2 separate regions of the Oryctolagus cuniculus genome follow, and region 2 is linked to region 1. The links are chromatin contacts, called in public Micro-C maps. All regions are on one chromosome and are shown on one strand. The core of a region is the stretch at or near the end of the contact, and the rest is flanking DNA. Distances in the headings are between cores, read along the strand shown.

Region 1 (7,845 bases), core at 2,623-5,122:
TTCCAGTGTTCAGAGATCATCTGTCAGCCATTTAACTTAAGTATTTAGGAAGTAAAGACACCCGTCATTAACAGACTGCAATGACTATTTTAAGGACTAAACTAAAAGTCGGTAAACACTCTGAATGTGTTTACTTGTCTCATGTTTGCTTACCTTACAAGAAAGGATGTTACCAAAAGCAGAAAATGTATCATACAGTGCTTTATTATCAATGGATTTGTCCAAATTTTTAATGAATATGTTGCCTACTCCACTTTTGCGAAGGGATGGATCACGCTGAGACCACATGATGCGTACTGGCTTTCCCTTGATCACATCAAAATTCATGGTGTCCAAAGCACGCTCCGCTGCAGAGAGGACACGAGCAGAGGTTACTCCACACTCAGCGGCCACTGGGGGCCACACCAGCTGTGGCACTGGGGTGGTGGCTGGGCGCGCGCTCCCACAGCTGGACTCGTCCCCTGACCATGCAGAGTGTCGCGCACCGTGTATTGCCAAAAGACAAATACCAGAAACCCCAAGTTTCCCACAGACTCAGAGGCGGCACGTTGCTAATTAACGTGTTTCTGAGACAATCTCTCCCCTTAATTGCCATTTGTATCTAGTAAACCTAAAACCCAGGTTCCTCATCCGCAGCCTGTTTAATGAGCAATATAAAAGACATTAGGCTACTGCACATTATTGACAGGCTCAAAGCAGTTTCCAGACTTGAGCATTTCACATTTTTCCTATCTGCCAGGATCGGTCACTTCATTGCTTATCATTGCCAGTATCATACAAAAACTATTCAACAGTCTTAAAAAATAAAACCTCCTAAATTATGGGGGACCTTTCAGTGACTCATGGCACAACTTCCTATTCCCATGGAAAAAACAAGGCAAAGCCAAAGGAAGGTTTGAAAATGCCTTCACAAACGGATGCGAAGTTGGACATGCTTAGCTGTGTCATTACAGAATTTCTGACTATCAGCTCTGAAATACTTACAACTCACTTTTAATGCTTTCTTGACGCACAATTAATTTTACCTCAATTTTATCATTTTAGTTTTCTTCACAATTGATGATCAATTTACTCTAGTTACATCTGGAAAGTGCCAGAAAATTTCAAATACCTATCTTACAGTTAAAATCAGTTTCTAAAGGACTAAGTTATGTGTACCTATACCGTTAAAGAAACATTTTTTAAAGTTGAGATCCTAAATGGAAAATTCTATCCTCAAGTACAAAAAGTAAGTCCTAAGTAGGGAGAAACGGTCAGATTGAAATCCTGAAACACACAAATTCCACTCCAAAGTAAATGTAAAGTTATCGACAGGACAAATTTTCCAGGCACTTCTTTGTATAAATGAACGCTCCAGTTTCTAGAATATACTGATACACAGCTGTCAGCTCATTATCAGTTGACCACACCCACTCAGCTCCCCTAGTGGTTTTTTTTTTTTTTAGCTGACTTTGCTGAGCCTCTTTTCATTAACTGAATACTGGTCACTTGCAGAAGCTATTCTACAAGTCCATCAATGCAGAGGGGAAAACACACACACACACACACTCCAAAATCTATTTGGAAAAGATGGTAAACCAAAAAATAGAAGACAGAAAAATGCGACCTTCTCTTGAGCAGTCACCGCACTATTACTAGTCAACTTGGAGGGACTGATCACACAGTATACCGTAACCACGGTAACCGAAGTCCAACTTTTCAAGTCCCAAAAAATTCAAACAATTGTTCTTGGGGATTTAAAAACATTGACCGTAGAGCTACCGCCACGTCCAAGCTGCCATTTTCTGTCTCTAGCACACATTCACGGCTTCTGCAGAGTTCCGCTCTCTGATCTCCTCCAGGTACACGCGTGCCCAGAGTGAGGGCTGTCAGGAAGTGACATTCGCAACTCTGGCTGGAGAGCCAAAGGGCAGGGAGCCTGCACTGCAGCTTCCCAGCGTCGGGCTCTGTCACCTCCTGCTCGCCCCAATCACAACTACCCACTTCACCAGGGGAGCACTGGCCGCTGACCCCGTCCCGCCGGGGACCTTAATGAAATCAAGGCGCAAAGTCCACCCTCGAAGACCCTTTCCGCTAGAATAAAAAGGAATTCTTCCCATCTTCCAACACTTGACACGGCTCCAAGCAGCTCAGAAGGGGAAAGAAAATCGGGCCATATCACGAGGAGCTGGTTCTGCAAGTCCACCGGGCCAGACACGGAAGCCCATCAAGCCTCAGATTTTTTTTTTCCCTGATTTCCAAATTTTGGTTTTGAACACAAATATAAAAAGACCAGGCTGGCGGCATTTCCCGCCCGCCCATCACCTCGATTAGTCTGCGCTCAATACTCACTTCTCCCCCAAGACTCCTAGACAGTCTGAGCCACTGCTAGAAATAAAAGACAAACTCCGACCACCTCAGGGGTCGAGGCCGGGCCCCCTAACAAGTACCACCAACATCGCGGAGCAGTCTTGAGGTAGGGGGGGTCGAGTCGGCCGCGAGGGGCCCAGACCGCCGGGGAGGGGTCTGCAGCGCGGCCCCCTCCCACCACGCTGCCGCACCCCGGGGAAAGCCTCCCGGGCCATGTGCGTCTCCGCGGCCGCCAGCCACGCAGCAGTGAACGGCACACCCGCGGGGCTCAGGACCCCCGCCACTCCTCCCCACGTTCAACTTCATCCTAAGGCCCGGTGGCTCCCCCAGGCGACTGGGCCGGGAGCAGGCACAGGCCTCGGCCTGCGGGGTTACAGGGTTCAACACGTGGTGTTTTTCGAGCACCAAACTGCACTTCCTCCCCGGGCCGGGGACGCCGGGCAGGAGCGAGCGCCTCCCACCCACGCCCCGAGAACTCGGCGGCGAACGCTGCTGCGGCTGGGCGGCGGGAGCGCCGGGCAGGGACCGGACATCTCAGCCGCCCTCCCCGGCGCGTCATCACCCCCAAAGTTTCAGAGCCGCCGAGGCCGAGAAAATGGTCGCAAAGGAGGAAGTGGCCCGGCACGCGGGGGGCGTGGGGCGGCCGGCCGCGCGGGTCCCCGGGCGGGCGGGCCAGGGGTGTCGCCCCGCCGGGCCCCCGCAGGGTGGGTGACAAGCCCTCCCACCCCCGCCCCGGCCTAGCCCGCCCGCCGCCGCCGCCGCCGCCGCCGCCGCCCGGGCCTCATGGCCGCCCGCCCGCCCGCCCGCCCGCCGGGCCCGGCGCTCACCGTCCGCCGGCTGCTGGAAGTTCACATACGCGTAGCCCAAGGAACGGCGGGTGATCATGTCCCTGCAGACCCGGATGGAGAGGATGGGCCCGGCCGGGCTGAACTTCTCGTAGAGCATCGCCTCGGTCACGTCGGGGTGCAGGTCCCCCACGTAGAGCGAGGCCATGGGGTAGCTGGGGGCGCTGGGGTTCATCTCGGCACGGCTGCCCGCAGGGCCACAGGCCGCGACCTTTCCGTGAGAGGAGGAGGGCGAGTGCTGGGGCCGGGGGGCCGGCGCCGGGGGGATGGGAGCGGGGGCAAGCGCAGAGGGACAAAATTCAACCGGAATCGACAACTACTCAACGGCCGCAGAACCGGGTCGATCCGCTGCCGCTGGCTGCGGGCTGCCGGTTGGGAGCGAGGGTGGCGGTGTCGGGTCCGGGCAGCGGGGAAGGCCTCGGTCTCTCGGTTCCTTCTGGGAGCTGCTGCGGGCGGGCGGGCGGGTCGGTCTCGGCTGCTTCACCGGGTTATTTTATAAAAGAGGAAGAAAAAAAAAATAAAAGTCTCCGGCGGGGGAGACGCGGATTTTTTGTAAATTTTTTTTTGGGTTTTTAAAGGTTTTTTTAGATTTTTTTTGGATTTTTTTAATAATAAATGTGTGTTCCGAGCCCGGAGCACACACTCCGCACTCTCAGCACTAACCGCCGGGGAGAAGGGGAAGCACCGCCTCCTGCACCCTCTACTTATACCCCCCGCCGCACCCGCCCCGCCCCGCGCGTCTGACGCCAGAGCCCTACGCGAGCGTCAGCGCCGGAGGAGGCGGAGTCAAGGCGGCGAGGGGGAGGAGGGAAGAGAGAGCAGGAGGAGGAAAGAGCGGAGAGGATGGGAGAGAGGTGGCGGCCGCGGGTGTGGGGGTGGGGCTGGGCGGAGGGGCGGGGCCTCTGCGCACGCGCCGCTGCCGGGGGCGGGGCCTCGCGGCGTAGGGCCCGCGGGAGGGGGGGAAGGGAGGGCCGGCCGGCGGGCGCTGCTCGGCGGAGTCGGCTGGGGCGGCCCCTCGTGGCGCACAGCCCTCCCCCACCTCCACCCGCAGGAGCGTTAACCCGTCACCGCCGCGGTGGGCGGTGCGCGGCGCTTCCGGGTTCCTCAGCGCTAACCACCCCGCACGTGCGCGGCCTCCGGGGGCCTTTTTCCCGCCGCGCCGGCCCCCGCTCCGCGCTCCCTACGCTCCGAGGGGACGCCGGGTACGGGTAGGCCGGCGAGGGCCCCTCCAGGCCCAGTGTCCGAAACGTGCACGGGAGGAGCCGGTGGTGGCAGCTTCCCCCTTTTCTCCTACCCGGACCGCACTACGACTCCCAGCGGGCAGCGCCGCCACGCGCGTCGGCCGCGGAAGCGGTGCCTGCCGGGAGCTGCAGTCCTCAACGGCCGCGGCGCTCGCCCTGCCCAACTGGCCGCGGGTGCTGGCCACCGCTCGGGGACCCCAACCGTCCGGGGCGAGGGGCCCGCGTCGCCGCTCCGGGGCTGCGGGGGGAGGGGGAGGGGGAGGGGCGGCGTGCTGGGGTCCGAGCCTCGCTCTCCCTCCTCCGTGTCGCCGGGGTCGCTGTGGCTGGGGGGGATCTGACCACGCGTTGCCTTGAGGTGCTAGGTTGGGGTCACTGATTCGTGCTGTTTGTGTATTTGCTTAGCTGGTCGCACACCGGAGAAAAACGAGTTTCTCCTGAGAGTGGGAGTTGGTCGCAGCCGTTTCGTGTATGGCACCGCAGCCCTGCAACCAGACAAAATTAGGAATGGCCTACACCGCCCCAATTATAAATGTTTAAAGTAATTTCCTACGTTAGTTGTGAGCTTTAATTAAACACTAAATTCACTTGGTAGCCTTAAAAATGCCAGCTCATAGGAGTGACAGGTCAATATACAGAATCTGCCGTCAGGTGGTAATGAGCATTTAAGCATTTCCACAACTGTTCTATGGTGTGTTCCTGACAGTAATCTTGGGTGGGAGGTGGAGAAGTAATAACTTTATTTTACTGGTAAGGGAACAGCCTCAGGTTGAATGATTGCCCAATTCGTTCTTTAATTCAATAAGTGTTGATACATGCCAACTGTGTTGCCAGGTGTGCCCTGTGTATATCTGCATGCCAGTATTTTATAGCTGATCGCATTTAATTTCAGAATTTAAACCAAAAGAATCACTCACGATGCTGTTTCCCCAGTCTCGGTAGGAGGAAGGTAATATTTTATGAAAAGCGTGTTGCCTTGTGTGCTTTTATTAAAAGAGCAAAACTTAGGACTCTGCTTTGGGAAGATACTTGTATTACCAAATGACAAATCTAAGAGGGTACTTTGAAAAGTTCTGTGGAAAAACAGAAATAAAGAGTAAATTTAGGGGCTGATGCTGTGGCGTAGCAAGTAAAGCTGCTGCCTGCAGTGCTGGCATCCCATGTGGGCGCTGGTTCAAGTTCTGGCTGCTCCACTTTCAACCCAGCTCTCTGCTATGGCCTGGGAAAGCAGTAGAGGATGGCCCAAGTGCTTGGGCCCCTGCACCCAAGTGAGAGACCCGGAAGAAGCTCCTGGCTCCTGGCTTTGGCCTGGCCCAAGCCTGGACAATGTGGCCATTGGGGGAGTGAACCAGTGGATGGAGTACCTCTATCTCTGCCTCTCTGTAACTCTGCTTTTCAAATAAAGTAAATAAAATCTTTGAAAAATGTATTTTGGTGCAAAAAAGTTTAAACCCATGTATTTTTTTACATTAGAGGTATTTTCCATGAACTTTTTGAAGGCCTCATATTAAAACTTTTTTAAAATCAACCCACTATTACCTGTGTTCACTGAATTCCTACAAAATGGTAAGTACTGTGTGGGTAAGGAGAATAGATGACACAAAAACCAATTCCTGTTCTCAAGCGGCTTATGATGAGCTCCCTGGTACGTAATAAATACAAGCATTGAAATCAGTGCTGAGCCGGCGCTGTGGCATAGCAGGTAAAGCCACTGCCTGCAGCCCCGGCATCCCATATGGGTTCCAGTTTGAGTCCCAGCTGCTCCACTTCCGATCCACCTGTGTGCTATCGCTTGGGAAAGCAGTAGAAGATGGCCCAAGTCCTTGGTCCCCTGTACCCATGTGGGAGACCCGGAAGAAGCTCCTGGTACCTGTCTTCGGATCTGGCCAGCCGTTTGCAGCTAGTTAGGGAATGAACCAACGGATGGAAGACTCACACACACACACACACACACACACACCTCTGTAACACTGCCTTTCCAAATATTTATTTTATTTATTTGAAAGAGTTACAGCGAGAGGTAGAGACAGAGAGAGGTCTTCCATCTGCTGGTTCACTCCCCAGATGGCCGCAACGGCCAGAACTGTGCTGATCCGAAGCCAGGAGCCAGGATCTTCTTCCAGGTCTCCCACGTGGGTTCAGGGGCCCAAGGACTTGGACCATCTTCTACTGATTCCCAGGTCATGGCAGAGAGCTGGATCGGAAGAGGAGCAGCCGAGACTAGAACCAGCACCCATATGGGATGCCGGCACCTCAGGCCAGGGCTTTAACCTGCTGTGACAAAGCGCTGGCCCCCAATAAATTAAAAAAAAAAAAAAAAGTGCAACATGGACCAGCATTATTGCGTTGTGAGTTAAGTTGTTGCCTGGGACGTGGCATCCCATTTGACTAATGGATCAAGTCTCAGCTGCTCCACCTCCAATCCAGCTCCCTGCTAATGCGCCTAGGAAAGCTGCGGAAGTTGGCCCAAGTGCTTGGGCCCCTGCAACCCATATGGGAGATCTGGCTAGAGTTCTTGGCTCCTGGTTTTGGCCTGGCCCATACCCTGGATATTATGGTCATTTGGGGAGTGAACCAGTAGATGGAAGATCGATCTCTTTGTATCTTCCCTTTCTTTGTAAGGGCGCCTTTCAAGTAAAATAAATCTTAAAAAAAAAAATCAAATTCTGGCATTTTATTGGGCTGCAGCAATTTTCTGTTTCTTTTTGGCTGTCAGCTCCGATTTTTTTCTTGAATTCTATTGTTGCAGTTTAAAAGAAGACATAACTTCATTTTGGCTTTTTTATTAAATTACTAAACAATATGAAAAACCAAGTCAGCATAATGGAGGAGGTGTTCTCAGTATAAAAGAGTGGAAGAGGGGCTGGCGCTGTGGCTCACTTGGCTAATCCTCTGCCTGCGGCGCCAGAATCCCATATGGGCTCCGGGTTCTAGTCCTGGTTGCTCCTCTTCCAGTCCAGCTCTCTGCTGTGGCCCTGGAGGGCTGTGGAGGATGGCCCAAGTGCTTGGGCACCTGCACCCACATGGGAGACCAGGAAGAAGCACCTGGCTCCTGGCTTCGGATTGGTGTAGCTCCAGCCATAGCGGCCATTTTGGGGGTGAACCAACAGAAGGAAGGCCTTTCTCTGTCTTTCCCTCTCACTGTCTGTAACTCTACCTGTCAAAAAAAAAAAAAAAGAAGAAGAAGAAGATCACCTCCTGTAACTTAGAAATTAGTTTCCTGTAACTGAGAAATTAGTTTACACCAATAGTTAAAATTACCAAATTAAAAATAGTGTAACTATTTACACCAATAGTTAAAATTACCAAAACTCAGTTACTAAGAAGGCCTACCCAAGACCTTTTCATATACTTGTTGTGGAGGAAACAGAGGGTACAGTTTCTGATGGCCTCAGTAATGTGTGATGATAAAC
Region 2 (7,845 bases), core at 1,379-3,878, 190 kb after region 1:
CCCCTTATCTCACTTGACCAAAAATCTCTATCATGAGACCCAAAATTAGAACAGCTTCTCCTCCTTCATGAAAACAAGGCAAACAAAGAACAGTGCCACTACCGTCATCCCTATCTCCAGAACCACAGTCCATGTCTTTTTTCTTTCCTAATACTTACTCTGATCAGGGATGATTAAATTTAGTTGGTGTCACTCCCACCCAATATAGCAACATTTGCCAGCTGATCACAGCATGACAATTTCTGGAACACACAAATTGCTCATTCTTAAAATATTCTGAATATAAAGCCATCACCAAGGATCACTCTCTAACTGACCCTAAGGCCTCCTTTATACCTTCTTATGTGCATACATGCTTCACAAAGTGGCCCAAGGGTCCCTTTCATTTCAATTCCATCCGAGAGCAGTAAAATTCATCACATTGGAAGCATCTGCGTTTCCAATGTCCCCGTTCCAGTTTCAAAATAGAATTACTGCACCGCTTCTAGTACTCACAATTTAATGAGATGTTATCACTCAAGCTGCCCTTTCCCCTAGCTCTCCTTCCCTCATTTAAGGTTCCCCGTACTTTTCAGGTTACCTCCACTGCATTTATCTTATAAGATAGCCTTTCAGACGGTGCTCAACAGCAGAGAAAGGTACTACACCGTACTGTGATACCACAGAACAAAGGATTTAAAAGCACACACAGAGCCTGAAATGAAATGTACTATTAGATTAAAACGGGGGACGGAAGGGCCACTGTCATCTCCCAGGGGAACTGACTTCCCAATATCTCATTCTTTATCTTCCCAGGGAAACCCCACCATACTGCTTAAAAACTCAAAAGGAAACTGGCCAGAGCGTATGCGAGGAGGGCCATCTCAATGTGCAAAATAGTTAACATTTATCATCGAACATTTCTTCTCGGTTCTTCAAAAATAACCCTTCCCATAAAATCGCCAAACATTTTCTGCTTAATATTGCTTCTAAAGAAAAATGGCTTAAAACCAATACAAAGGTTTTCCTCTACAACCCCTCCGGGACAAGGGGAAGTGGATTAGGTTTCTCGGAGTAACTAGTGCTCCAAGGCCTCGCCTCTATATGGAGATGACTCGCCGCACCCATTTAACCCTTCCGCGGCGTCAGGCGTCGGGGAGGGTGCAACGCAAACCCGCAGACCGTGACTTTAAAGTGCAAAGCCTCCGTGCGCGCAATCCGCAACCACCCCTCCTCCTAGGCCCCGCCCAAGCCGGTGCCTTCGCACAAGTCGCCGACTCTCCCTCTTTGTCATGGCGGATCTGTGTCAAGGAGCCCAACCTACCGCCGAGTGTTAACCCCCCGCCCAGAGCAGGAGGGCGGAGCAGCCCGCGCCCCCGCCCAAGTGGAGGGGGGCGCCCGACCCGGGGACCGAGACGCCAGCACCGCCCGCAGAAGCGGAACCACTACCAGCTCGGCCGCGGACACACCCCGCTCTCCCACCCCGCGTCTTCCCCGCCACCGATGCCCATCCAGAGTCCAAGGACCCGACAGCTGCAGCAGGTGGGGGAGGGGGCGGAGAGCCACACCCAGCCCGGCGAGGCCACCACCGGCTGTTACGCTCGGGGCCCGCAAAGCAGGATCAGGGCCCCTGGTTCCAGCCCGGGGGGGGGGGGGGGGGGGCCGGAGAGCGAGAGCAGCCGAGCGCCGTCTCCCCCACCTCCCCTACCCGACCTGGGCCCGGAGCTCCCCCGCGCCACCCCCGCCCCACCACAAGTAGAAAAGAACCAGTCCCCTCCCCCATCCCAACCGGGAAAATTCAAGTCCTTCCTCCCGCCGCCGCCGCCGCCGGTCCCGGGCCGGCCCCTCCCCACGCCGGCTGGCCCTCGGCGGCCTCGCCCTGCCCGACGTGGGGCAGCGCCGAGCGCGGCGGCCCGGTCCCCGCGGCCCCGGCCCCTCCCGGCCGCGCCGCGCCCCGGGTGGGGGAGGGCGATCGCACCGCGGGGCGCGGAGGCTGCGCCCGGGAGCGGGGGAGGGGGCGAGCCGGGGAACCGGATCGGGGAGGGGGCGGCCTCACCTGCGCCACTGCAATGCCCGCCGCGGCCGCCAAGTCATTCTCCCGGGCGGAAGCGGGGACGCACGGGCCAGGGTGGGGACGGAACGCGGCCGGGGCGCCTCGGCCGCGCCTCGGCAGCCGTGGGGAGCCGGCGGCCGGGGGATCCCCGGGGATCTCGTGTCGGGGGCGCCTTTCCCATCCCCCCCCACACACCCGGGGGATCCAGAGAGGGGAGCGGGCGCCGATCGGGGCCGAGGCACTGGCCCGGAAACATGTAGCCGGAGGCGGCCGCAAGCCGCCCGCCCGAGTCCTGCGGAAGAGAAGCCGCCGCCCGTGTCTGCCTGAGGAGACTCCGCCTCAGCTCCGCGCCGCTACCGCCCGACGGCCGGGCCGATGGGGCCGCGGAGGCGAGGTCGGCTCCCAAGCCTTCCGAGGGCCGGCCGGGGGCGAGGCGGCTGCGGCCGGGTCCCTTACCTGTGTCCGGAGTAGGAGCCGACAGACGGACGGAGGCTCACCGGGCTCTGGGCGGCGGCGGAGAGGCTGAGACTCTGTCCCTGAATCTCGCTGCTCACAGGCTACAGCCGCTCCGCAGACACGGGGTTTCCTCCAATCACCAGCCCCGGCAGCAGGGGCACCACACGCACGATGACGTCAAACGCTGCTATGGCAACCGTTGATTGGTGCCCACAGCTCCGGGGGCCTTAGCGCAACCGCCGCTCCCCGGCGCGCGCCCTACCCGCCCGCGCTAGAGGGCGAGCGAAGGAGCGCGCGTCCTCGCCCCGCGACCGGCGCTCGGCTTCCACCTTGTCTACTCGTTCCCCGAGTGCGCCTGGGCAGGAAGCTGCTGTACTTCCCTCCCCACCGCCACCCCGCTTCCTCGTCTTCCTCTCGGACGCCGCGCCCCCCCCCCCCGCCCCTATCCTCCGGCTCTCCCTTCCGCTAATCCTACGGGAAGAAAATGTGTCCCCACCCCCACTTCAGCGTTCGACCTGGCCTGCGCCTGCGCCAATCACTCCCTCTTCAGAAGGGGCTCCGCTTCAGCAACATCCGGGACCTTTCGCTCGCGCCCCCACCCCCCCCGCCCCCGCCCTGAGGCCTGGCCCGCCCCGGGGTCCGGGGTCCGTGCTTCGCGGTGGTGACTGCCGTAGGGCGGTCCGAGGGCTGGATTACGGGGCCGGCTGGGGCGGCCGGGCATTGTGAGCGGCTTTTGGGGGAAGGGGCAGGGCGAGGGCGGGGCCGCGTGCGGCGCGCTCCCCGCAGGACCCCGCCCGGCCGTGCGCCCGCGGCTGCCCAGGGCGGGGCGGACCTGGGTGCGCGGCGCCTGCCTGCCGCGGCCACGGCCGCCGCTTTACCTGTCGGCGCGGGGGAAGAGGCCTTAGACCTTTTAAGGTTCGGAAAAGAGGACGGAGCGACCAGCCCCTAAGTGTGGCTGAGTGACGGGCAGCTTTTCCAATCGGGAGCTTGGGATCCTCGCCCGGTGACAGCGGCGAGAGGACAATGGGTGGGCGCCGAGGCGGGGGCGACAGGCACGGCCTGGCGGAGACGCGGTCACTCTCAGAAAGCCTCGCTCCCGAGCGGGAGAGGCCGGCTGCTTAGGTGGACGCCAGCACACGAAACGGCTGCCTTTCCCGTTGGGTAGTTTGGGTTTTTTTTCCCCCCTACCAAATCAGACTTGGCTATAGAACATAAAGGTCATAGCCATTTTGTCTCCGAAGGCTAGATCTGAGCAAAGTCCTAGTGCCCAGGGCCCCGGCTGACCCAGCCCGGCGGCAGGGAGAGGGGGCAGAGGAGCGGAAATTGCAGGTGTCTCGCGGCCCGGCTCCACCCAGCCGGCGGAAGGAAGTGCGGAGAGCTGCAGTCACAGCGGAAGATGCCCGCCCAGCACCCTGCACCGTGCACGCGTGTTAGTGCTGAGGACTGCCCAGTGCTCGGGTGACCTGCAAAACCACGCAGCAGCCGTGGAAGGCTGGTGGTTGTCAGGGACTCTTGCGGTGCCCTCCTTGGGTGCACAGCCCCTTGGCCCAATACCTTTATTTAGCAGCTACTGGGCTCCCGCCCCAAACACAGGAGACTCGCGACCCTGAGGAGTTGGGCCTCAATTTCTCGGTAGTAGGCACAAGGCGATGCCTCATCCTTCCAGGACTTGTCTTTTTCTACCTGATGGATATGATGTCTGGCCCGCAGGGCCTTTCAAGTCTGGGTTGCTTTTTGCCAGAAGCAACAGCTGGCATTTAGATAGAATAGACCAGCAAGAGGGTTCTGTGACAAAATGTCTGATTCCAAAATGTGATGGGTAGAGCCCTGTAATAAAGACCTGCAGCAGATACGGAAGTCAGCCGAAACACACTGACAGCTGACCGCATGCGAGTCTCCTTATTTTTCCCGGGTTTGCGCATCAGTACAGATTCATAGTAGGCTGAATGGATGGAAAAATTGAGGTTTTTCTTTGAAATAATAAAATGAACATGCCTTGACTCCCAAGTAAATTCTTTCAGGGAGCAACTCACTTAAAATGACTAGCATTTTCAAAAGCTGTTTTTTAAAAAGGTTGCTTCCAGTTTTGTATTAGGTACTTGAAATTTGACAGAAGATACCACGAGAAACTTTTTTTAAGATTATTTATTTAAGATGCAGAGTTACAGAGAGAGGGAGAGACATAGGTCTTCCATCGGCTGATTCACTCCCCAAATAGCCACAACAACCAGAGCTGGGCATATTGGAAGCCAGGAGCCAGAAGCTTCTTCTGGGTCTCCCAAGGACTTGGGCCGTCTTCTACTGCTTTCCCAGGCCATTAGCAGAGAGATGAATCAGAAGCGGAACAGCTGGGACTTGAACCTGTGCCCATATGGGATAATGGTGCTACAGGTTGAAGCTTAACCTACTATGCCACAGCACTGGCCCGAGAAGTCTTTCTAAAAATGGACATTGGTGTTAATGTCACAGATACATGTGTGTGTACAATGTTTTGTATTTAGAGGAAATTATGGGATATCTCTGCATAAGTAAGTTGTAGATTTACTTTAGGAAACAACTAAGTTAACAAAGTTTCGTGTGTGTGTGTGTGTGTTTTAGTGAAATAGGCTGGATTTGGATTTTACATACTCAGATTAACATGTTCACACTATAAAGGTGTGACCAGGCTACCCAGAAGCAGGAAGAGGGATTGTCATGAAAACCCCATGAGAAAAGTATTTTGGGGAAAAAGGAATAGGCTATGAGAAAAGCAAAGCAGAATAAATAGAACCTATGAACTCAAATTCTGGGAACGTTACTGGAGAAATTTCACTGGTAGCCTGACTTGTATTTTCTTCTCTGTTCAGCACTTACCACAAAGAAGTTGATTAAAGTCTCTTGGTATCCCCATCAATAAAATCCTGGTAATGAAAAACACTCAGCTCATTAGGTGGCACCAAGGTTTAAATGAATACATATATATATATATATATATGCATTTTTATGCGTGTATATACTCATATATACTTCTTGACACCATCCTTCCACATAGTAACTTAACTATTATTACTCATGTGTAATTTGATGGGTGTCTCGACTGTCCAAAGGTGTTGTAAAGACAGACTCCATTCTAGGCGGCCAGCATTGTGATGCTGCAAAACCAGCATCCCATGTTGAAGCGCCAGTTCAAGTCCCAGTTGCTCGTCTTCAATCCTTCCTGCTAATGTGTGTGGGAAAGCAGCAAAAGATGGCCCCTGCCACCCCCTTGGGAAACCTAGATGAAGTTCCTGGCTCCTGACTTCAGCTTGGCCCAGCCTTGGCTGTTGTGGCCATTTGGGCATCAAACTAGCAGATGGATGATATCTTTGTCTCTTTCTTTGTAACTGCCTTTCAAGTAAATAAATTTTTCTTAAAAAAAAAAAAGAAAGAAAAATCCCTTCTGAAGTGTGAGGTCTGGAGTCCGCTCTGGAGTAGCACATTGGTATCAGTCTGTTGTACACAGGCAGCAGCAATGAAACTTGCTCCATTCTGTGCAGGAGAACGGTGTCTCGGAGCTATGTTGTACCTTAAAGTGGAAACACGTGGAAGTCCATTACCTTAAAGTTCACTGCTCTGACTGGAAAAGCATTTCCAAAGATGGACCCTGGATGATGTGACAGTTCTGTGATCATTTTCCGTAAAATCACAATCCGGCCAGGCTGACATCCCACCTCTCAGTGTCTTAGCTGGAAAAATGCATCACCCAGAGCAGAGGGCTGTGCAGTCAGCGCCGGGCTCCATCTTGTCTTGTCCAGAAGTCTGTGACCTTAGGTGACTAAATTGTACATATTAACTCCCAGTGCCATCGGATTATTGCAAGAATTAGATGAAAAAGTAAGAAGTCTGCAACGGTGTTGTGGAACATGATTATCTACTGTTGCAATAACCCAGAGTTTAGTAGCAAAGGCAGGCTCACCAGTCACCTAGCTGATTTTTCCCCAGTCACTGTGACAACTGGATGCCATTATGAAGTTCCCTAGCAGGCAGGTGTGGCCATGTGACTGTTAGCGAATGGAATGTGGCCAAAGCCATGGGCTCCACTTGTGGGTCTATTGGATTCCTGATCTGGCAGCTGAAGGAAGAGGAGTTCAAGGTCATAGAGGAGGGTGTGACCATCAAATGAAGAGGAGAGGTCCCCATATCCACCCAGCAAATCACCAAGAAAACATTGTCTTGAGTCAATTTGGCTTCCCTGCCTCCACTGGCATTTAAAATTCTGCCTCTCAGTTTTTAGTTTCTTTATGTTCTTACCATATGGGCCACTGTATGATCGATACCATATGTCTTCAGCTCCTATTAAGGACACAAACAGGCATCTATGAAAAATCGTTGTCTTTTCCTATAGTGAATCGTGTTCATGTGTGTGTGCTTCCTTGGAGTCTTCAGACATACCCATGTTCTGTTTCTTTGTACTCCAGAATTTTTGGTAGCACTAACGCTACCTACGATGTGTCAATTAGGGAAGCGCCTTCCAGTCTCAGAGTTGGCCGGCCGACAGCAGAAATTCCCTTCACCCCTCTTGGCCACCGTTTTGACAATGGACAGATCTAAGTTGCAGGAGGGCGCAAGTATGTCCTCCCTTACCCACATTCTGGAACCTGGCAGTCGTTAAACTCATCACCTGTTGAGCCATCTCCCCTGACCCATCATCCAGTTGTCTGCAATGAGGGGAATGGAATGTAAGTTGCTGAAAACCAGAGGCTGGCTGTGGCTCCTCTTTGACCAGCCCTGATAAATGGAAAAGCCACAAACTTGCATGCGGTCAGCTGTCAGTGTGTATCGGCTGACAGTCTTATCTGCGGCAGGGCTCTACCCATCACATTTTGGAATCAGCACCCTCCCAGCCCTGTGTCGCTCTCTGGGATGCCTTCCCTTGGGATTTGTAAATTCTGGTTGAACAGTTTGAAGGCAGGAGCTTTTTCCTACCAACTTCACCCTTTGATGAAGTAGCTATGACAAAGTTTTTTGATTTGACCTCCTCTTGACGTGATCACTAGAAATTCCTCTCAGACCCTTGGAAATGATTGGCTCATTTTTCAAACACTATTTATTTTATTTATTTGAAACAGCTGCAGAGAGAGGTAGAGACAGAGATAGAGACACAGAGAGTGTGGGGAGTCTTTTATCTGCTGGTTCACTCCCCAAATGGCCACTGTGGCCAGAGCTGAGCTGATCTTAAGCCAGGAGCCAGGAGCTTCTTCCAGGTCTCCTGCGTGGATGCAGGGGCCCAGTCACTTGGGCCATCCTCCGCTGCTTTCCCAGGCACCTTAGCAGGGAGCTGGATCAGAAGTGGAGCAGCGAGATCTCAAACCGGCACCCATATGGGCCCGTGCTGCAGG

What was found. Hi-C and Micro-C count contacts between places; a contact is called where the count stands out from the background.
Region 2: a contact with region 1 is called in a Micro-C map of ear pinna, with 4 times the contacts expected there. The contact joins the promoter of YWHAZ here to the promoter of PABPC1 in region 1. A contact is called at or near these places in 2 of 6 Hi-C or Micro-C datasets (ear pinna and an unstated tissue).

The regions. Positions count from the first base shown.
Region 1 is chr6:126,164,744-126,172,588 of mOryCun1.1, forward strand. PABPC1 (poly(A) binding protein cytoplasmic 1) reads right to left here and starts at 3,873. Exons shown (of 15, transcript XM_008255797.4): 1 at 3,177-3,873; 2 at 154-347. The coding sequence starts at 3,369. LOC138849952 (a long non-coding RNA gene) reads left to right here and starts at 4,266. Exons shown (of 2, transcript XR_011389268.1): 1 at 4,266-4,402; 2 at 4,838-4,973.
Region 2 is chr6:126,360,737-126,368,581 of mOryCun1.1, forward strand. It overlaps YWHAZ (tyrosine 3-monooxygenase/tryptophan 5-monooxygenase activation protein zeta), which reads right to left and starts at 2,629. Exons shown (of 6, transcript XM_002710718.5): 1 at 2,489-2,629.